5 separate regions of the Mus musculus genome follow, and all the other regions are linked to region 1. A link is a contact called in public promoter capture Hi-C data. All regions are on one chromosome and are shown on one strand. Each heading gives the region's core, a stretch centred on a gene start, on an enhancer-like site or on the middle of the called end of the contact. The rest is flanking DNA. Distances are from core to core; before and after follow the strand shown.

Evidence for each region. Promoter capture Hi-C pulls out the DNA fragments that hold promoters and counts their contacts.
Region 2: a contact with region 1 is called in a promoter capture Hi-C map of liver. The contact joins the enhancer-like site here to the promoter of Coprs in region 1. A contact is called at or near these places in 21 of 39 promoter capture datasets (the 3T3-L1 cell line, 3T3-L1-derived adipocytes, the C10 cell line and 12 more), 2 of 15 datasets of contacts at CTCF or cohesin (pro-B cells and stem cell-derived epiblast-like cells), 3 of 484 Hi-C or Micro-C datasets (the Ba/F3 cell line, the HPC-7 cell line and the N1E-115 cell line), 10 of 115 datasets of contacts at active chromatin or transcription factors (the NIH/3T3 cell line, bone marrow-derived macrophages, craniofacial prominence and 6 more) and 2 of 9 other capture datasets (embryonic stem cells and macrophages).
Region 3: a promoter capture Hi-C map of cranial neural crest shows a contact between it and region 1, with 5 times the contacts expected there. The contact joins the enhancer-like site here to the promoter of Coprs in region 1. A contact is called at or near these places in 8 of 39 promoter capture datasets (cranial neural crest, embryonic stem cells, frontonasal cranial neural crest and 4 more), 7 of 115 datasets of contacts at active chromatin or transcription factors (bone marrow-derived macrophages, craniofacial prominence, embryonic basal ganglia and 4 more) and 1 of 9 other capture datasets (macrophages).
Region 4: a contact with region 1 is called in a promoter capture Hi-C map of pre-B cells, with 2.8 times the contacts expected there. The contact joins the promoter of Lamp1 here to the promoter of Coprs in region 1.
Region 5: a promoter capture Hi-C map of liver shows a contact between it and region 1, with 2.4 times the contacts expected there. The contact joins the enhancer-like site here to the promoter of Coprs in region 1. A contact is called at or near these places in 6 of 39 promoter capture datasets (the 3T3-L1 cell line, embryonic stem cells, hippocampal neurons and 2 more), 1 of 115 datasets of contacts at active chromatin or transcription factors (embryonic stem cells) and 2 of 9 other capture datasets (adipose tissue and liver).

What each region holds. Positions count from the first base shown.
Region 1 is chr8:13,887,614-13,892,039 of GRCm38.p6, forward strand. Coprs (coordinator of PRMT5, differentiation stimulator) reads right to left here and starts at 2,658. Exons shown (of 4, transcript NM_025556.3): 1 at 2,554-2,658; 2 at 147-213. The coding sequence starts at 2,622.
Region 2 is chr8:14,840,723-14,845,148 of GRCm38.p6, forward strand. Dlgap2 (DLG associated protein 2) reads left to right here. Exons shown (of 16, transcript NM_172910.3): 15 at 2,776-2,928. Among named protein-coding and RNA genes, the nearest start is that of Cln8, 46 kb to the right of the region's middle. Within about 2 kb of position 2,194, at least 22 of the 459 cell types and tissues checked have an H3K27ac peak or open chromatin away from gene starts, as enhancers often do. A contact at or near this core is called in liver, where this site is marked.
Region 3 is chr8:14,820,256-14,824,681 of GRCm38.p6, forward strand. It overlaps Dlgap2 (DLG associated protein 2), which reads left to right. Exons shown (of 16, transcript NM_172910.3): 10 at 2,088-2,440; 11 at 3,319-3,360. Among named protein-coding and RNA genes, the nearest start is that of C030037F17Rik, 56 kb to the left of the region's middle. Within about 2 kb of position 2,121, at least 7 of the 459 cell types and tissues checked have an H3K27ac peak or open chromatin away from gene starts, as enhancers often do.
Region 4 is chr8:13,157,258-13,161,683 of GRCm38.p6, forward strand. It overlaps Lamp1 (lysosomal-associated membrane protein 1), which reads left to right and starts at 1,904. Exons shown (of 9, transcript NM_010684.3): 1 at 1,904-2,177. The coding sequence starts at 2,132.
Region 5 is chr8:13,362,576-13,367,001 of GRCm38.p6, forward strand. Tfdp1 (transcription factor Dp 1) reads left to right here. Exons shown (of 12, transcript NM_001291765.1): 4 at 2,514-2,620. Among named protein-coding and RNA genes, the nearest start is that of Tfdp1, 26 kb to the left of the region's middle. Within about 2 kb of position 2,491, at least 6 of the 459 cell types and tissues checked have an H3K27ac peak or open chromatin away from gene starts, as enhancers often do. A contact at or near this core is called in liver, where this site is marked.

The DNA of each region.
Region 1 (4,426 bases), core at 1,408-3,907:
AGAGTCCCGCTGAGACAGTGGGCAAAGAAGGTAACTCAGTGGCTAAGTGGGTCAGCTAGCAAGAGAAGATAGACAAGACAGCGGGACTGTGCTGTCTCCATCTCTTCCAATGGCCACCCCAGCCCCAGTCTCTGCCGTCTACTTGCCTAGTCGATCCACGGCCAGCTCAGTCTCCGTCTCCCGACCAGAGAGGTCAGCTGTGGCAAAGCCAGCCTGTGGAAGAAGAAATAATTACCAGGAACTTGGGTAGTAGGACATGTCACTGCTTTGAAGCTCCAAACCCGCCCACCCATAATGCCCTGCACGATGTAGAGTTTGCACACCCTTCTGAGGACCTGGCAAGGCCTCAGAACAGGGCCTGTAGGCTACAGGCATCACCCAGGAACACTTCTCCGTTCTGACCGCTGGGAGTGCCCTTTTGCGGTGCCCAATGGACAGCTGTCACAGCTGTCAGTTTTGCTCTCAGCCCCAGGCCCTCTTCAGAAGTCTGGGCAGCAGGACTTCTCCAAGCTCAGAGACCCTAGAGCCAGATGGGACAGCTCCCTGGTCTCGGCTTGTAACCTCAAGTCTGTGTGTAAACTCTTTCCTCTAAGTCCAAAAACACTTTAACTGCTCTAACTTCTCTTTTTTCCTGGCCAGGATTGATAGTTGTCTCCTGAACCTGCAACTTCTCTGCACACCTTTGCCCTTCTCAGGTCTTTATGTCTAACAACTCCTTCCAACACAGCCATTCCACAGCGGTCCACGGGAGAAGCAGCCTGAGTTCTACACACTGGAAAGAATACCTAACCCCGCCCCCCCCCCAATGCCAACCAGGTAATTTTGCGGCCTGTTGCCTCAAAGTTCCCCAAACTTTACTCCCCCCAAGGTCTCTCTGCAGTGGAAACAGTAATGTCCAGGGCTTGGATGATCAGGCTGATGTCAGTTGTTGCCCCACCATGCACGTAGGCTGTGACCTTTAGATACTGGAATGGCTGTTCTGATCTGGCAGGGGTCGTATGATGGAGGATATTTATAAAACATCTAACATATGTTGGAGACGTAGCTCAGTTGGTCAAGTGTCTGCCTAGTGTACACAAAGCTACACACTGATTTTTCCAACACTACATAAAACCAGGCATGGTGGGCCACTCTGTAATCTGAGCATTTAGGAGATAGGTGCAGGAGGATCAGAAGTCCTGGCCACAGAGTGAGCCCAGCTCCTGGGCTACATGAGACCCTGTCTCAAAAATATTACAATAAAGCCAACAATAATAACAAAACCACCTGTTAGACTGCAAGAAGTAACACTTCTTTGACTTAAATTGCAATATTTATTTTATTTGTGTATATTTGTGTGTGTGTGAATATACCAGGAGGATCCCCTGGAGAGGGAGTTGCAGAGGGCTGAGACATCTGTTGTGGGTGCTAAGAGCCAAGCCAAACTCTGTAAGACCACCATGGCTGTCTTTCCAGCCTTCATCCTGCATGTAAATAAACTGTACTTAGCACTCACCCTAATTACCGTTCATTATCTAGTCACCCCTGAGCTTTAATGACTCTATCTCCTGTAGTCCGTGATAACCACAGACCACTGCTGCCCCCTATGGTGCTGGACCTCTTACTTGAACCTCACGCCTATCTCCCTACTCCTGCTCACCCTTCCACTTAAAAGCTTCGCGAGCCCTCCACTGCCATCACAGACCAGCAATGCCATTCATATTGACTCTCACGTTCCTTTCTGTAAGAAGCCTGCTCTCCGACCCAAGCTCCAAGGCCATTTGCCTTGCCCTTTCTCATATCCAGACCTTTGCTGGGCCTACCCTCTCACCCAAGAACATCCTTTCCAGATCCGCCCTAACAACATCACTCTCCTATTTTGCAAAAGTGATTTTCTTTGCAAATCTATTGGTACTTGAATAGCAGCTTCAAGTACCATCACTGAGGCTCTGGTAAGCGTTCTATTCATTCATCCAATTAGGATACACCAGGCATAGGTGCGGCTTCTGGGAAACAGGATGTCTACAGTCAAGAAGCTCGCAGTAGGTGGATGCAATACGGGCAGGTCATGGGGAAAGGCTGTATGGCGCGCACTTAAAAACAAGTTTCTGAAAACCCGTGTCACAAGGGGACCATTCGTTTCATCAAATGGGAAAAAGCACGGGTGACATCTGGCGTCCAAGGTCAGCTACACATCCCCACCAATGGCCAGAGGTCCTCAAGGTGAGAAAAAAAAAATCCGTTTCCTCGCAGCTCCCACCTGACCCAGCCCCCTGCGGCTGGAGCGGGCTCAGGGCAGCCGGCTCCGGGAAGCCAGCTCCGCGTTCCCTGCATTCACTCCCGCAGATGCTCCCCAGCAGCCCCAGTGTCCCTCTCCCTTCAGCGCCAGCCACAGCCTAGGGCTCGGGTCCGCGCGCGTTCCCGCGCCCACTGCCGTTACCGGCCAGGCTCTCTGCGTGCACTCGCGCGGCCCCGGCGTTTCCCGGGTGAGCGGCCTCCCGGCAGCGCGTGAACCCCGCGGTTTCCCGCCTGGGTGGTCGCGGATGCCCGCGTCCCCCACCCCGTCGCGCTCACCTCCGCGCTGGGGGCCTCCTGCGAACTCCGCTCGCCCGGGCCCCGACCGGTGGCTGCCTGAGGGTCCATGCCCGGCCGCCCACAGCCAGGCGCCTGGGACGCTCCGGCACGTGACGGCCGACGGGCTGCGGACAAGCCAATCGGCGTGGGGCGGCGCGGCGACCGAGGGGGCGGGGCGGCGCAGGGGCAGCGCCGGACGGCACGCCCACCTGCGTTGTTGTGCGGGACCGCAGGCTCTACAGCTCTTTCTGACCTCTAGTGCTGGTTTCGAGCCTTAGGCCTGATTGGGCACTGAGCCATCCCAGCCACACGGGGCTTTCCTACTGCATTGTGAAATGACACATAGAGCCCACCCGGGTGTCACACAGTCACAGCCGATGGGCTCCATCACTTTTCTCTCTACCCAATCACAGGGTTTTCCAGATTGCAGGCTGCACCCGCACTACAGCATCCCTTAATGAGGGACTTCAGCAACCTGAAATGATCTGAAATGATAACCCAGCAGCCTGGAGACATGCTGCTTTGATTTAATGATCGTCTTTAAAGTCAATCTGCAAGGAACCAGGATAAAGGAGCAAAACAACGTGCCACCACAAAAACAAGGTGGTGTTAGGAACTTAGAGTCAAAAGCCAGTGCTCCAAGTCAGTAATGTGACTTTGTTGAATAATTCTCCGTTTTCCGTTTCTCTTAGGAGTGTCAGAGGCTACAGCTAAAAAGTTTTGCCCACATGACTACTGGAACAGGAGCTGGACAAAGATGATACCAGTAGACATGCTAATTGGCTCACAAAGCCTCAACCCTACACACAGAACTATAGGCAACTAAGGATTGCTGAGAGTGGGAGAGATAGCCTTCCCCAAGGAAGAGTACCGTTGGTTATCCAGTACCCAGTGGTTGGTTATCCAGTATTCAGTGGTTGGTTATTCAGTACCCAATGGTCTGCCCTGGAAGCCCTACACATGCAAGTAACATTGTATAGACTGAGCAGATTGTATTTAGGTACATTCACATACACACACACACACACACACACACACACACACACACACATGCACACATACACATTCACACATTCACACATACACATTCACAGATACACACATTTGTCACACATATACACATACAAATGAGCGTTCACACACAACACATTCGCGCGCGCACATTCACACACGTTCACACATATATTTCTCACACACACATTCACACATACATTTCTCACACATATACACACACATTCACCCATACACATTCACACACGTTCACACACACACACACAAATAGATTTCACACACGCACACACACAAGCGCGCGTTTGACTAACCTGTTCTCAGGAGATACTTGCTTCCCACTGCATGATTGCTATTCCCACAGCAGCTTGGGGAAAGGAATCAGAAATGTTTACTTACCTTCCAATTTTGTTTTGAACAGGAGTCTTGCTAGACAGCCCAAGTTCAATTAGAAATCGAGATCTTCCTGTCTGTTTCAGCTTTCCAAGTGCAGAGATTACACGTGTGAGCCACCACACTCTGACTGAAAGAGAAATCTGCACCGAATGATAACAAGCTTTAAAAATAGCACGCACTGCCATGACTTAGAAACTACAAATCCATCTTCCCAGACAAGACATGCTTATACAACGTACTTGCTCCTTTTTGAGCAACATAATTTTACTGAAAAAAAAAAAGACAAAAAGATGGATAATTGTCCTGTAAACTAAAAAGGATGAAATGTCTTCTTCTACAAGGACAGAAAGCCTATTGCATCTTGTGTAAGCAGACACCCAGGCCAGCGCCTCCATAGCAGTTTAAATGAGGACACATCTGCGAATCAATACAAGAAGTGGAGACTGACAGTTGGTTATTCCCGTCTCAG
Region 2 (4,426 bases), core at 944-3,443, 950 kb after region 1:
ATGGCCGAGGTCACAAGGAAAGAAAATCAGCTGGGGGTCGGGGGATGTTGAGCACAGATGCATATAAGTGTGAGGAGACTAAGATGAAATCTTAGAAGTCATTTGGCCTTTGCATATCCTATAGTGAGGACAGAAATGAATGTGTCTTGAGATAGATTTATGAATTCAGTTGGCATTGATCCTGGGCCTTCCTGTCAAAAAGAGAAGAAACTCACCTGTATATATCTATATCTACACATATGCCTATACCTATACTTATATCTATATCTATATCTATATATCTACACCTATGCCTATACCTATACTTATATCTATATATCTATACCTATGTCTATACTTATGTCTATATATCTATATCTATACATCTCTATGTCTATATAATCTATATCTATCTTATCTCTATCTATATACGTATGTATATGTGCATTATGTGTATATATATGTGTGTGTGTGTATTTATATACCTGCATGTATGTTCATACATCCTTACCTTCATATATTAACATATGCATATACCCATTTATTGCACACACACATTGTTTGGTTTCTCCTGACTAAGATATTTATAACTCCATGAGAATCATGAATTATATCCGTAGTTCTTTATAGGAGATTTTACAGTCCTGACATTTAGTACCTAACATTTTCCACGAAGGTAAAAGGCTCTGCTGGGCCTGTCACAAAGGCAGCAGGTGTTCTGACTGCGCTGTGCTTGTTAGCATACATGGAGACACTGGGCTTACAGCATGTCCTACTGCATATGCGGACATGGCCCCTCAGAGCTGTGGACCCAGGTCCTTCATCAGGTCATTAAGGATAACGTTTTCTCTAACATTTTCCTGTTAGCCCATTAAAGTTCATCAGGACATTTCGCATGATAACACGGCACCTTTGGCATGAAGCTTTGTCGACATTTAAAGGGTGATCTGGAAGGTGTGCGACCTTGGGAGATGAAACTAGATAAATGTCTGGCCATTATGTGTGGCTCTGCCTTCCTCTGCGCACTACCTATGCAAGATTAGATTGATCATAAGGAATGCTATTCTGTGTAGTTGTACTCAGGGTGGCCAGACAGCCTCTGAGGCCTCTCGGTTCAGATCATTCTGCAGGGGGGACAAAGCTCACCCTTGAGCCTCTTAATTGCACCCCTCTTCTGCACCTGATGGAGCTGATTTGGCCTTGAAATGACCCACCCTGACATCTTTGAAGCCTTGCAAGTTAAAAAAAAATCTGGTTGGCTATCTTCTTTTCTTTTGGTTTCTCTTTGGGACCTATGAGACCCTCATTGGAGGGCAGTGTCAGAAGACATAGGCGGAAGACAGAGCATATTATTTGCTCTCAAAGCCGTGGTTCATGGTTGCTGGGGCCACTGCTGGTAGTAAACATTTGTAGGAAGTTTGCCCATCCTTAAGTCTAGGAAATGACCCTAGGGAAAGACAGACACCTCTTCCTAGGTTTCTCCAAGCTGTGCAGGCATGGGCAATTTGTGATGTAGCTATAATGCAGCTATCCCTCTCCCACACACTCAAGCAGAATCAGACAGAAATCTTGGACTGCCAGAGTCAGCCTTAGCTTGGCAGACATATGGACAGACGTCGCCATCTAGTGTTTCAATGGAAGAACAGGCTCGAACAGCAGAGCCCAGCTCTGAACCCCACTTAGGAGGAAATGGAACTTTCACATTGTGAAAGTTCACCTTCTACCCTAGGACCCTCCCTGGTGACATAGGCTGTTACTTGAGTGCCTGTGAACTGGGAAGAGGCAATGGTGCCCAACGGGTATAGTTTCCACGTGAGCATTCACTCAGCTGTGAACCAAACAATGTTCAACCCAGACCACTGATGAAATGTGAACAATGTAAGCACTTTTGGACAAATGTTGATTGTGTAACTCTACAGAATAAGCCAGCCTCACACTGAGTTAGGTAACCACACACAGAATCGGTGCTTAACTGTCACAGTAAGAACCCATTGAAACAGGCTGGAGAGATGGTGGCTCAACGGTTAAGAGCACTGACTCCTCTTCCAGAGGTCCCGAGTTCAATTCCCAGCAACCACATGGTGGCTCACAACCATCTGTAATGGGATCTGATGCCTTCTTCTGGTGTGTCTGAGGACAGATACAGTGTACTCATTTATATAAAATAAATAATTCAAAAAAAGGGAGCCAATTGGACCATACACTGTGCAGAAGTGAGGTTCGTCTTAGGCTGAGAAGAAGCCCAGGTTCTGCCTGTGGATGGTGGAGTGGCACCCCTTGGACAGGCTGAGTTAAGTGGGAGGGGGTGTCCTTGAGTCTTTTGTTCCTTCAAGAGATTGACTTGACTCTCCATGGGAGAAAACTTAAATCACATTACCTTTTGAAGTCATGCTTAATCCTCAGAACTAGAGCTAGGACCCATCAAAATAAACACAATGAAAAAAAAAATGGCCATAATCCTAGTGGCCTACCCACAGGGCAATCCGTCCCATCTGATTAAGTCACATGGCTCTATGGCTTTCTTGAGCTGCAAACCATTTGAAGGATGGAACCCAGAGAGTCTGTACATGCTAGGCAAGTATTGTACCACTGAGCTACATTCTACCCGCCCCCCAGGATTTTCAAGTTGAAGCATTAAAGGGATATGCTACGTGTTTGTAAGCCACTGGCATGTGCCTGGGCTGAGGTGGTCAGGAAGAATCTCCTGCCTTGTTTCAAACGTGTGGGGCTTCTCCTTGAGTGACTTAAAGGAGAAAGAATAGACACCCCCCCCATAATGTCCCTGTGTTTCCACAGGACCCCAGCGCCATGCCAAGACCCACCTCACAGGATCTAGCTGGCTATTGGGATATGCTGCAGCTGTCTGTGGAAGATGTCAGCATGAAGTTTGACGAGCTGCACCAGCTGAAGCTCAATGACTGGAAGATAATAGAGTCACCCGAAAGAAAGGTAATGCAGTCATGTGATGCGGTGGTCCCAAGCTTGTAGGCTTCTGGCGCCTGCTCCGGTACCAGATGATAGCGGATTTCTCCACATTTAATACAGGAACAGATTGTGTGTGTGTGTGTGTGTGTGTGTGTGTGTGTGTGTGTGTGTGTGTGTGTGTGATGGAGGAGGGGTATTGCAAGCACATACACAAATGGCCAGGAATGGAATCCTAGGTTCGAGAATAGCAGTGGGTGTCTTGCTCTATCTCCGGTACACAGACATCTCAGAGACACCAGGAAAGATCCCTACATCTCTAATCTCGTTTCCTCCAGGGATAAATCCTGGCTCATTTTCATCCAACTTCTGTTTGGATTGTATTTAGCTGATCTCCCACAGGTAAGATCTTAGGTCTGGCTAAGATGACAATTGTCTTCTATCCAAATACACTTTACCTGGTACATGTAGGGAGCTAAGGGCGTGACTGCATTTAAACCTTTCGGAGCAGTCTGAGGGTGTGGTCTTCTGATGGAGCTTCATCATCCTTAAATAGGCTGAAAATTTGCATTAAGTCTGAATTTGGCTCCTGCTGCATGGTGACATCATCTCAGGAGAGCCCTGGAAGGCAGTCCAAGTCAGCAATGCATGTGTCGACTTACAAGCTCCCTAGAGATCTAATAATGGCCTGAATTTTCTAGACAGATATAGTCCATTAAATTGAGTTACGGCTAATGGGGCCAGCAAGATGGCCCAGTGGGTAAAGGTGTTTGCCATCAAGCCTTATGCTCTGAGGCCGGTCCCAGGATCTACATGGTGGGAGATCTAATTCCTATACATCGTCCTCTGACCTCCACACAGTGCACTGTGGCACATGTACACCCACATGCATCATCCATACATATGCTCACTAAATAAATGTGGTCCTTTTATTTAAAATTCCAGTTAGATGTGGTAGTAGTTTATGCCTGAGTTCCCAGAACGTGGAAAGCCAAAGTGGGTTTGTAAGTTTGAGACCTGAAATAAATCAGGAGACTCTGTCTCAAAATGAAATAAAGTCAAGTTACAGAGCAAACAGATCCATAATCGTTTGGAGAAGTACCACTTACTGCATGAGGGAGACTGTGTAGCTGCTGCTTAGGAGGAAAGACAGTGAGGGTGCTCACTGTCTGGGCTTCCTCACACAGTGCTGGTGGCTAGTGAGGCTCAAAGCCGCCAGCCTGACATGCCCCTGAGGACATCGAGCAGACTCCTCCTAGCAGATAATAAGAGGGATGTGGAACACAGACATAAGCCCACACTACCCGAAGAAGGCACACGAATGGAATAATGTAAACAGACATGTAACCCCCCTGCAGACAGCAGCCCCTGAAGTTTAAATTCCTGTGGTACCGAGAGCAAGAAGAAGCCCACACGGACCTGGTCTCCTGGGAAGTATGTTCTTGCTCAAGACACTCACGCCAATGCAGAGGGGCAGGTTCACACCGTAAGGTCAGGTTCACACTGTAAGGACAGGTTCACACCG
Region 3 (4,426 bases), core at 871-3,370, 930 kb after region 1:
AAGATAAACTGGGATGCTGGTCTTTGGTGGATGGATTCAGGAAAGACCTGGGGAGGCAACACTGGACAGAGCCGCAGTAGAGACAGGGTCGTGGGGGGGCAGGGGGAGCAAAGAAAACAGTCTAAGGAGAAGTGGTAGAGTAGGAAGACAGCATAAGTGTGGTGGGGAAGTGGGATGGGAGGTGTAGGGAGACAGGGTACAGAGGTAGGGGGATTGAGGCCAAGCACAAAGGTAGGGCTGGGTGGTGCGGTGAGAGAAGGCTCTGGTAGCTTCTGGGGAGGGTGGGGTAAGACCTGGGGCAGAGCAGTTGTTCAAGAGCCTGAAACTTCCACCCAGCACAGGGATCTAGTTATGTGGCCCTCAGACTCTAGGACCAGAGAAAAGAGGAACAAAGGAGATACCACACATATGTCTCCATCATTCACACCTTTGAAGTAATTTACTGTGAGGCAAGCAAGAGCTGGGATTCCAGGAGACACCCAGAGAATCTCCAAGTGGGATACGTCCCCCAGAATGAACCACATTGAGAAGACAGTGCTGCAGACAGTAGCACGTGCTTTCCATGCTTGGCATCATGGGATCAAGGGGATGGAGGAGGATGAGTGAGTCTCAGGGTGTTTGTAAAAGGTAGCCATGGAAGATGCCAGTGTGTGAACATCGGCAGAGGGTGGAGACACAGAGAGCAGTGGGTGGAGACACAGAGAGCAGTGGGTGGAGACACAGAGAGCAGTGGGTGGAGACACAGAGAGCAGTGGGTGGAGACACAGAGAGCAGTGGGTGGAGACACAGAGAGCAGTGGGTGGAGCAAGAATCTCACCATGCACATCTCTGAATCTGAAAATGTGGAATGCTTTTAGTTTAATAACTCTCTTTAGATAGATCCACATTAACAACAAAAAAAAAAAACTCAAAGAAAATCTCTTTTCTATTATGTGTGTGTGTGTGTGTGTGTGTGTGTGTGTGTGTGTGTGTGTGTGAATAAAAGAAAAGGAAAGGAAAGGGGGGATTCAAGGTACTTTTTCTGTGGCAGAAAAAAACTTAGCCTGATTTGTGACACCCAGCTCTCAACCAGCTTCTTTTTAAATTATTATTATTATTATCATTGTTATTATTATTATTATTTATTGGATATTTTCTTTATTTACATTTCAAATGTTATCCCCTTTCCCAGTTTCTCCCCTCCCACAAACCCCCTATCCCATCCTCCCTCCCCCTGCTTCTATGAGGGTGTTCCTCCACCCACCCACCCACTCCCACCTCCCTGCCCTCGATTCCCCTACACTGGGGCATCTGTGGAGCCTTCACAGGACCAAAGGCCTCTCTCTCTCTACCAGCTTCTCTCCTGACTCTTGCCACCGTTCCCTTTAAACTGCATTCCCACTCATCGGCATTATGTGCTGCCATGGTGAGCTCACTTCACTTTATTTGTGAGTGTTAAATAACAGCTACTCATTATGAAGAAATGTAGGAAATACAATCAGAAGAGAGAAAATTGCAAATACTGTCACTCACTGTGCAATAAATGTGACTGACATTTTCAATGTGCCCTGGTTTCTCACACCAGTGATTCCCTATGTGTGCATTTCATGTTTGTCTCTGATTTGGGACCCCGCCTGCTTCCCTCACCTGGTGTGGTAAAAGGGGTGTTGGCACAACATGGTGACCTTCATGAAATCAGTGGTATAGAAGTGTTCTGTTTCACACATACACACACACACATACATTTTCACACATACTTACATTCAGATGCGCGCACACACACACATGCACACTCACACATACATTCACACACGCACATACATTTTCTTACACACATGTTCACTCACACACATGCACACTCACACACATGCACACCCACACACACACACACATTTTTTAACTTATATGCTAGATTCTTTAGGTGCTTTTATGATTTTCCTTTTGTTACACATATATCCATACAGATATCTTTAAATACAACAGAATCTTGTCCACTCGCCTGACTTTTTCGGGCCAGATGCCCAGAAACAGCCTAACTGAGCTGCGTATCAGAGCTGTAGACCAGCTCAATGGAGGATTTCCCCTGACTAGGCCTTCTTCTCTTACAGCTGTCTCCTACACAAATTACAAGAAGACGCCTCCCCCGGTGCCTCCACGGACCACCTCCAAGCCTCTGATCTCTGTGACGGCCCAGAGCAGCACGGAATCGACACAGGATGCCTACCAGGACAGCCGTGCCCAGAGGATGTCCCCCTGGCCCCAAGATAGCCGTGGCGGCCTCTACAACTCCATGGACAGTCTAGACAGCAACAAGGCCATGAATTTGGCTCTGGAAACAGCTGCAGCCCAGCGCCACGCGGCGGACACCCAGAGCAGCTCCACACGGAGCATCGACAAGGCGGTCCTGGCATCCAAGGCTGAAGAGCTCCTGAAAAGTCGCTGCTCCTCCATCGGGGTCCAGGTACTCTCCCTTGACCACCCTCCCTGGCGCCTGCACAGGCTGAGTCAAAAACCAAGTCACAGCCCCAAGTGTTTGGCCCCTTAACAGAAGCAGGGCAGTAAATGATGCTGAGAGACCATATGTGCCTGCCACAGCATGAGAGACCCCAGGACAGAGCCCAGGGAGGTGAGACTCATGTACTTCCCTCACACACACTACCTAATGGTCCTCAGGACTGACAGCTAGGAAGATGGTTTGGAGAGGTTGTCCAGATGTCTATAACAGGGGTGATGAACTTGTTGAAAACACATCAGCCCTCGTGGAGTATTGGGAATAAAGAGGCAGACAGACCCAAGTGCTGTGAGTTGAGCATGTGACCAACTGGAACAGTGTGCAGCTGGGCTCTTCCTCTTGGCCTTCTGTCCCAGAGGCCTCTACACACAGGAGCAGTATCCTGTAGTGTCAGCCGTGCAAGGGTATCCCACCATCCCATTATCCTCCCTGCTCCAAGCCTGGCTGGCCCTCCCACTCCTCAGTTGACTCAGAGAGCTTGACTCAGGTGCATTGAAGCACACATAATACAAAAAATAGGGCTCTGTCTCACAAACGGCATCAGGTGACCTCCTCTAAGCCCTAGCAGACACAGTTGCGGAAGCCAAGCTTTGCCAACGTAGGTTTGCCTCTTGCTTCTGCGCCTCAGCTCAGCCTGTGTGGCAGGTTTTAAAATCATAGTGATTAATTCTCCACACATACATCCTGCAAAGGAGGAAGTTCACAGAGCTGGAAGGGTTGGTTCCACATAGGACTGGGGGGACAGGAAGAAACCCAGGGGGGTGTCGGCCCACTGGCCTGGGTCCTTGAGCCAGGTCTCCACACTGTGGCTTCGTTGGTTTTTTTAGGATTCTGAATTCCCCGATCATCAACCCTACCCAAGGTCAGATGTAAGTACCAACCCTCTCCAAATCCAAGCTCGCATGAAGTTTTTTCTCTCTCTTCTTTGGACTCTTCATATGACTGCTCTCGTCACCTCTCTGTCCAGGCTCTATGTGCCAGGCACTCTGTTGGGTGCATCACGCTGTTGCACAGAACCCTTGACAACCCCTAGGAAATACCTCAGCCCCCACTCCAGGGGAAGACACAATTTGCAAGCCTGAGGAATTCTAGCAACTGTGGAAGCACGGGACGTGGCCATTCCTCTGTCCGTAGTTAGACCCAGAGTTCTCCAAATACATGAGCACATAATCACTACCAGGCTTCCAAGCTCCCCGTGGTATTCATAGCCAAAGTTGTCTGTCAGTGGCCCACGATAGGACTGAGGATGGAGACTCAGCCTCTGTGCGGCTAAAAGTGCCCGATACAATTCACAAAGTTGGGCTATCATACTCCAAAGGGAGACAACACTTCATGCTGCCTCCTCAGAGCTGGGCTGCCACCTGAACTCACACACATTCTCTCCCCCTCACAGCTGGGCCCCACACACCTCTGGCCCACTCCTATTTACAAGAGCTATCCTCCCTCACTCTGTTGCGTGGAGGCTGGGCCTGTGCCTCCTGCCTCTTGGTACCCCAGCACCTAGCACAGTGCCCGGCACATAGAGAGCTCTCAGTTCATGTTAAGTATGGAGTGGATGGCTGTGTTAGTGGCGAGTGCTTGGTGGACAGATGTGTGAACATCAAGATGCCGGTTAGTAAACTCATTCAACTTCCTTTTTCAGTGGGAGAAAGGAAAAAAAAACAAAAAGAAACAAACAAACAAACAAACAAACAAAAACCCACCATGACATGAGCCCAGAAAGCCACTGCTGTGTAAATAAAATCAACTGGAAGGCTAAAATGAAAATGTAGTGGAAGAGACATGTTAGGATAACAAGGGGTATGACCTGACCTCCACTCCACCAGTAAGAATGAAGGCTCAGAAATGGCCCTTTAAGCAAGCGGAAGTATATTCATTTGTGGACAGTGCCAGTGCCTGAGGGACGCTCGGGCTGACGTAAACAAGTAAATAAGC
Region 4 (4,426 bases), core at 654-3,153, 730 kb before region 1:
AATTCAGAGAACACTCCAAAGCCAGAAACTGTGTACTGACAACATTGCTACAGGACTGCTGATAGACAGCGTCACAAGGAAGCCATCCCAGCATTCTCTTTGCTTCCTGTTGTGGATCAAAATGCACCCTCTCAGCTGCTTCCCTACCACCATGCTCCCCACAGGGATGACAATGGACTCCTAACTCTCTGGCCCCAGATGAGTCCTCTCTAAGCTGCCTAGATCATAGAGTTTTATCACATCAATGGAGAAGTAAGCAGAGTCTTGTGATTGCAAGCTTGTGCCCCCATACCTCCTTCTAATTTTCTGCCTTGCTCCTCCACTCCCTGTTTTTGACAGTCTGTAACCCTGGCTGGCTTAGAACGCAGAGGTCCACCTGCCTCTGCCTCCCAAGTCCTGGATTAAAGGGATGCACACCCACACCGTTATATCCATCTTAAAAAGACCCCCCTCCTTTAGAAAGTGATCTTTGACCCATTTCTCCCAGTTTCTTTTTAAAATTTCACTTTATTTTGTGCATGAGAGTTTTGCTTGAATATAGGGTAGGCCTGTGCATCATAGGCAGGTGTGGTGTGCCCTCAGAAGTCAGGAGAGGGCATCAGGCTCCCCGGAACTGGATAGTTGTGAACCATGTGAGTGATGGGACTGGAACCAAGGTCCTACACAAATGAGCCATCTCTCCAACCACTCTTATTCTCCGGTCACAGAATAAACTAGTCCACTACATAAACAGCTTTTAAGTTTTGTTACTGGGTCTACAATTCTGAGGAGGAAGAACTCAGCTTGAATGAAAAATCTGTTAACAGGAGGAATCCTCAAGCTAAAACTTGAGGACTTCAAGGTAGATCTGGTGGTCTCCGGCCTTTAGTCCCAGCACTCTGAAGGCAGAGGCAGGCTGATCTCTTGAGTCTGAGGCCAACCTGTCTAAGTAATGAGTTCTAGGATTGCCAGGGTTATATAGAGAGACCCTGTCTCCAAAACAATATAATAACATAAAAGCTCAGATTATTCATGCCATGGTGGCACACACCTGTAATCTCTGCGCTCCTGACAGGATGATTGCCCAGAGTGTGGGGCCAGCCTGGTCCATGCGAGTTCCAGGTCAACCTGGGCTTTAGGGTGACGCCATGTCCCCAAACATCAAACCAATCCTCGAGTTTTGAGTGTGACATTCACAAAAGAGGAAAATACTTTAGTATTGAACTCTTCATGGAAATAGTCATCTCAGGTAAGATGACCATCCACATGCCCTTAAGCAGCCAGGAATGGTCAAGAACACTGCGCCCACACACATCATCTGAGCACTCAGGAAGCAGAGGCGGGCTGATCTCTGAGTTTGAGGCCGGCTAAAGATATATTCTGAAATCCTATCTCTTAAAAAGTATCTTTTCCACATCTCCCACCATCTACGTATCCTAAAGGACTGTCCTCTGCCTGGATCACCGAATGGGACACATTCGGGGCTGACCCTAGACACTAGTATGTGAGCCTGAAAGTGGAGGTCAGCCTGGGCCTGGGGCACGGGTCTAGATGGGAATACCCACCTCGAAATGGATATGCACACTGTCCTGGGATGTAAACACTGGTATTGACCTAGACATGGCTCTCAACCAAGACTACCACTGGGCTGCAGGCCTTCAGGGGCTTGGACCTGAACTGTGGCATGTAGCTGGCCTACGGGGCTCAGTCCAGCCTTCATGGCTTCCTGTTTCCATCTTCACTTTCTCCGACAGCGTTTCTCCTTCCCTTACTCAAAGCCACAACCTACTTTCCATTTCGGGACACTCGGGAGAAAGGCCGTGGGGGGGGGGGGGGGAAGGGGGTGGGGAGAGGGCAAGATATCACGTGGTCCAGCGCCCACGTGATGCCGACTGGCACGTGACCACATCACGTGCGGAACGGAGCCTCCCGAAGAAGTGAGGAGTAAGCTGGCGGTCCACGGGCTCTCGCGAGACCCTCGGCTCACGTGACCGGCGGGCGCGGCACTGCTCACGTGACAGGCGCTGCCGGCCGCAGGGTCCTCTCCGTGCCGGCGCCGCAGCTGCGGGGCCTCTCGAGTCGGTGGACGCGCCCTCCCGCCGGCCTCGCCGCCCGCGCAACCGCCGTCCTCCGGCCTCGGCTGCGTCGCGCCATGGCGGCCCCCGGCGCCCGGCGGCCGCTGCTCCTGCTGCTGCTGGGTGAGCCCGAGAGGGAGGGAGAGAGAAGGAGGGCCGGGCGGGGTCGGTGTCTCGGGACGGACGGGAACAGAGCGGCAGGCCGGGCGGGGACGGGGCGCCCGGAGCCGCGGGCGTCAAGAAGGCCTCGAGCCGGCCCGCCCGCTCCGCAGTGGCGCTCGCCGCCTGGGAGCCCGTGCGGGCCTAAGGACGTAGGTGCGGGTTGGGAGCCCAGTCTGAGCCGCTCTGGAAGGAGCTGGGCTGGAGTTCCTGCCAGGCAGTGCTGCTGGCTCTGAGCTGCCTTGTGAGAGGACTGGGTGCTGCCTCGGACCCTGCCTGGGGTGCCGGGTGCCCTTCCTCGCCGCTGTATCCCGGCAACGCGGAGCGTTTCGCTGCGGTGCCAGCATCTTCAGGACGGGAGAGAGGTGGCTGGCCAAATCTCCTGGGCACAGAGGCTCACACCCCCAAATTCTGTGACTGTGACTTTATGGAATTCGTTTACCCTTTCTTTTATTTTGCTACTTGTGTGAACTCTCTGGTCCGTGAGAGGTGCGCTTACTCGGCGGTCTTAACCCAGAAGCCTTGCTAAGGGGACCTGTGACCCTTCACGGTTCAGGAGTTGTAGCTAATATACGAGTTGCCGAAACAAGTTCTGTTGTGTCAGAATGGCTTGGTAACTAGCTGGAGTTCAATCTCCAGCACAGCCAAAAACGACTTAAACCCTTAGACTGTTTTATACTTTTAAAATGGGGGGAGGGGTGTCTCACCACCACGCTGGCCTGAAACTCACAGGTTCAGGTTCTCGTAGTCTCTGCTTCCTAAATGCTGATTGGGATAAAATCCAAAGGACAGCCAGGTTAGGCCTCTTCATGTTTTTCAAACTACCTTGTGGCTTGCATAGTGGTTTATACCTTTAATCCTGAGCTAGTGTCAGGACGATCTCTTTAACAAGCCATTCTGGTCTATATAATGAGTTCTAAGACAGCCAGGACCGGAGACCCTGTTGCAAAAATGAAATAAATAAACGAATGAATGAATAAACTAAACTAATCAGTGGTGGCTCACACTTGTTAGACCGTGGAGGCTGAGGCAGGGGAATTTTAAGGTTGGGTCAGCCTGAGTTTGTAATCTAAGCACTTAGCAGGCTTATGTGGGAGACTTTCTGTGAATCGGAGGCCAACCTGGGCTACAAAGTGAGACACTGTTTCAAAGCAAAATCTAAGTGGAGAGGGAAAGTCTGTGACCCTGATTGAGTGCCCCTGTGCCATAAATTGTCCCAGCTTTCACAAAGGGACTTTAACAACTTAGACAGGATCTTGGTTGTGTGACTTCAAAAATAATTTTATCTTAAAAAAAAACCTCTGTAACGATGGGATTGTTAATTGTTCCTACATTAATTGCTATCACCTCCAAGCTGCTTAAGTGCTTAATAGACAACAGACTAGTGTGAACTGAAACTAGTATGTAGGATTGCTTAATGGAACTGTTCGGTTGTTAGGGCTAACCCTATGACCTTCCCCTTTCTGGATGAGCCTGGTCAGTCTAGAAGTATGAGAAGTCTAATTAAAGTTATCCTGGATTGTGGGACCTTGAATTCTTCACTAGATTGGTGGTCCAGCGGTTCAGTAGTCTTGTAATTTTGAGTTCATATTCTGTTAGACCCAACTTAGATATTGTTATCTTGACCTGGCCCTTTTTTGTTTTGCTTTGTTTTTGTTTGTTTGTTTGTTTGTTTTAGTGTATATGAGTACACTGTAGCTGTCTTCAGACAGACCTCTGGACATTGTATCCCATTACAGATGGTTGTGAGTCACCATATAGTTGCTGGTGATTGAGTTCAGAAATTCTGGAAGAGCAGTCAGTGCTCCTAACTCCCAAGCCATCTCTGCAGCCCAACCTGGCCTTTTGTGGACACATAAACTGTGGCACCTGTCCTGGAGTGGCCTGTCTCCTCTGCTCTCTTTCGAGCCCCCAGTCCTGACATATGGGATTGCATGGTGCTTTCATAAAGTGCCAGGTTTACAGCAGTAGTCCTGAACTGGATTTTTCTAGAAGAAGAAACACTTGTCACTTTTCTCCCACAACATTCTACATAGCTTGCCCCAGCCTTATGGAAGGTAGGTAGCCAGCAGGGAGAGAGTCGTGCCTCTAGAGGTGCTAGTTCAGTGTGTGGGGTAGAACTTTGGCCATTTGTTTACATGTTCAAAGGTGTCCCTAGATAAGAAGAAACTGGATTTAAATCAAGCAAAAGAATTCATGGTATGAGCCGGGCT
Region 5 (4,426 bases), core at 1,241-3,740, 530 kb before region 1:
AGCATAGTCATTCACTGGGCTTGGACTAGAGAGAGAGGAAATGAGGGTTGTGGGTAGAGCAGGGTGGTAGGGTCCTGTCTGCTGGCACGCAGTAGGAGGTTTCTAAGCACCAAACTGTTTTGTGTAGAATTTCTGCTGAGATGTGTTAGCTGCTCTTGTCCCTAAATCCATGTGCCAAGGCGGCTGAGATGTGATGTGTATGTTGGCTTGTGTTACTGTGGTAACTTTCTATCATTGAGTGTCTCCTGGCATCATGTGTTTTCTTACAACACGTGATTAAACACAGTAAGCTGGATGGTAGAACACCTACCCAGTGTGTCCAAGGCCTGGATATATTCCCAGTGTTAACTTTTAAAACTTTTATATGTATGCATGTTTGCGTGCATGCACATATGTGCAACACTTATGTGCCCATAGCCTCTAGAGGCCAGAAGAGGCCTTGGATTCCCCTGGTGTTAACGTGTGATAGTTGTGAGTCACTCAGGGTGCTGGGAATCAAATCCAGGCCTCTTCAAGAGCAGCAAGTGCTGTCAGTCACCAAGCCACCTGTCAACCCTCTAGTCGATATTGTCCTGTTTTGCCCAATTGTGTGCACTCGAGTGTGTGTGCGAGTGTGCGCGTCTGAGTGCACACTGATTCCCTGTGGGGGTTGTCTGCTGCCCTCTCCCAGCAGTGTGTGAGTTTGCTTCCCCCGTACCTCCCCAGTGTTTGCTTCTTGGTTTCTTGGCAGTAGTGAGTCAGGCAGTTCAGATGGAACCCAGTTTTGATTTTCACTTTCCTTGGCTAAGGCTACTGAAGTTATTATTATTAATTATTAGTATAAATTGGTTATTTGTACTTTTGAAAATTGTGAGATGTTTGCTCGGTTATTGATTGGTTTATTTGTTCCTTTGTTGTTGAGGTTTTTTTGTGGAGTTTTTTTGTTTTTGTTTTTTTGTTTTTGCCTTTATATAGTGGTGTTAATCCACTGGTAGGTAGATGAGCAACTGGCAAAGATTTTCTCCAGTTTTGTAATTCTTCTCTTCCCTGGTGACTGTCTGCTTGGAAGAAGCCTCTAAGTCTCATTTCCTGTGTGGACAAGAGTCCTTTTCAGAAAGCCCTTGCCTGCACCTCCCGCTCTATCCTGTTTCCACCTCGCAGGCTCACAGCTTGAGGTGAGGCCTTACGCTAAGGTGGTTAGTACACTCTGAGTTCACTTACGCTAAGGTGGTTAGTACACTCGGAGTTAACTTACGCAAAGGTGGTTAGTACACTCTGAGTTAACTTACGCTAAGGTGGTTAGTACACTCTGAGTTCACTTACGCTAAGGTGGTTAGTACACTCTGAGTTAACTTAGTGCAGAATCATTCAGTTTCATTCCTGGGTACATCCAGACGCATTTATCACAGCACCTTTGGAGAGCTGCCTTTTCTAGAGTGTAGCATTTTGGCGTTGTTGTTGTTGTTGAAAATCAAATGTCTGTAGCCCCTTGGATTTGTCTCTTGGCCTTCTGTTGTAATCCATCAATCTGTACACCTGCCTTTGTTACTGTATGGCCGCTCCTTTAGCACTGCCTTCTGCTTAGGGCTCCTTTGTTACTGTGTGGGCTACTCTGGCTGTTGGGGTTCCTTGTAGCAACTGCATTTCTAGCTCTGTACAGGGTGCTGTTGGTGTTTTGGTGGGGACTGGATTGATCCTGTATGGTTTTTTTGGTAATGAGGCCATTTACTTAAAACCATTCTTATCTTTAGAAGGTGTGCTTGCTTGGCATGAGTGAGGCTCTGGGTTTTATCAATAGTGCACACACCAAAAACCAAAACAATAAAAATAAAGCAAAAAATCTAGGAAGTCTCACTTGCGGATCTTTTGGCTAAGGTTGGGTGAGGCAAACTCCAGGTTTTACAATTTCATAATTTGCCACCTTAAGTCTGCAGAGAGTGAGGATGTGGTTTACAATTGGAAACTATGGATGCAGTATTTTGGGATCTTTCTCTGAATCTTACCAATTCATAGTGTCTATACAACTATATTTAAAAGCATTTTCCTTTGAAAGGTCTTTATAATATGTTTTATATTGAGTGAGACACTTTTTAAGGTGAGAGTTAGCTTCAGGTCATGTTCTGATTTTTCTTTTATAGCTGAAAAGTCAGCCTTCCCTGGGGATTCTGTGTGTCAGTCTTTGTGTTAGGAAAACTCGTTAGGTGTTCCATTTTGTTTTGCCACATTAAAGCAAAGAAATGGCCATTTTATCCTGTAGACAGCCACTGGGGAGGTGCAATGGCAAGTCTGATGAGTGTACTATAAAGTGGACCCTGGTCCCAGGCCCAGTGCCTTCTTTAGCCAGTGCCCCAAAGAGGGAACTAGAGGGCCCAGGACCAAATTTGGGGATGGGACACGTGTGACTGAGCCATAGGTCTGTAAATCAAAACTAGGGAAGGTGAGTTCTTGATAGACACACCAGCTTCCTGGAACTGCCTCTCTAACCTCAGCTCAGAGAAGCAGTTTGACCCTTAACCCGTGTTGTTGTGTTCCAGGTGTGGTATCTCTTGTAGCCGTCCACCCGTCCACAGTCAACACACTTGGGAAGCAGCTTTTGCCAAAAACCTTCGGACAGTCCAATGTCAATATCACACAGCAAGTGGTAAGTGGTAAGAAGCGTGAGTGTCAGGTCTGTGGATGGGCTGGGTGTGGGCCATGCTGCTGTGGACCATGCTGGGGCCACCGCGTGGTGAGTGTAGGAGGCTCCTTGTAGGAGTGACTTTCTTCTCAGGGTGCATCTGATTTCTGACAATGTGCACTGCTTTCGTTGCACACAGTGTGCAGTCTTACTGTCTCCAGTGTGCTTTCTATGTCGGAGTGTCTGAGGCCCCTGTACACATGGCCTGAGCACTGTCCTGCTCCATGGCTTCAGTTGCCAGCTCTGTGCCCTTTCTCCATCGAATAATGCATCAAAGATGAGGCGCTCCCATAGAGCCCCCCTCAGTGTGCCTGCAGTGGACTTACCTGTAACTGGGGCTTCAGCCAGTGGTGTTTTAACACAGCTACCTAGTAGTGGATGGATTCTTGTCTTTCATCCAGGGACTTTGTCCTGGGCTTCCCTCCCCCAGCCTTGGCTGGGTAAATGCTCTAGCTTCTCCTGGGAAGCTACCTTGCCCACGTGCTGCCTTCTCCACAGTGTCTGTCACCCGCCAGTCTTGTGTCTTCTGAGGATGGATGGCCTGACAACCCTCAAATAATCATTGGGCCTTAGGACTCTGTAGCTTAACATTTTTTAGAATATATTTTATTTTTGTTCTGTTTTTACATATTAAGTGGACACTCATGTGGAGGTCAGAGGACAACTTGCAGGAGTTTCTTTTCCTCCGTCATGTGTGTTCTGGGGAACAGACTTGGTGGTTAGGCGTCGTGACAATTGCCTTTATCACCAAACCCCTCTGCAGCATTTCACAGGTGTCCCTAGCTATCCCTCCAGTCCCTCTCAGTCTCACAGGCATCGGCAGGTGTTCCTAGATGTCTCTTATCCCTAAACAGAATTCTTGGCTGTGCTTTTTGCCCCTGTTGTTGGGGCATCTCTGCAATGCAGTCAGGCTTTGTATAGGGAAAGCAGTCATACCGAATCGCTAGTGTTCCGGTCGTCCCCTGCACCAGCTTTGGCTGTGGTGTGCACATTCACTGCCTCCTCTTGTCAGTGGATTCTGGGCATTGGGGGTTTTCTTTCTATGTTTGAGTGTTGTGCTGCATTGTCTATGTGGACTGCATGTATGCCAGCATCATCTCTCCTGGAACTGGAGTTGTAGGTGCTTGTGAGTCGCCACGTGGGCACTGAAAAGTAAACCTGGGTCCTCGGCAAGCATAGCAAGTGCTCTTAGCCACGGAGCTGGCTGTCAGGTCCCTCATGGCGGTGGTATTTGTGAGGTGAGGTGTCCTGTGCCACTGGCTGGCTGGAAAACCATTTTGTGTAGAACAGGCTGGTCTTGACTTCCTGGAGATTCGTTTCCTCCTTTCTCCTCCTGAGTGCCAGGATTAAGGGTATGTGGCATACTCCTAGGCTGTATCCTCAGCCGGGCATGTTCCAAGTGACCCCTAAACTGTTTGAGGAGATGGCTGGGTTGGCTCTAACATAGGAGGTGATAGTTAAACCTTATGTGCATGCGAAGTGTGATGGGGGCAGGTGCTGTGTCCCTGGCACTTGCTCACCAGAGGCTATTAAGAGTGTCTAGGTATTGGAAGCTTTGACACAGAGATGGCTCTGTTAACACAGAGGTGCCTGCCTTGCTGGTTTGCACTCTGGGCCCTGCCTGTAGCTTCATGGTAAAGCCTACCTAACCTTCCCTGAACCTTTCTAAATTTGTAGTTTGCTTTTGTGTTTAAATTTTTTATTTTGTATGTAACTAGTAGAATCACGCAGTGTATAATACTGAACAGCTTTTATCTGAAATTAAGGTGC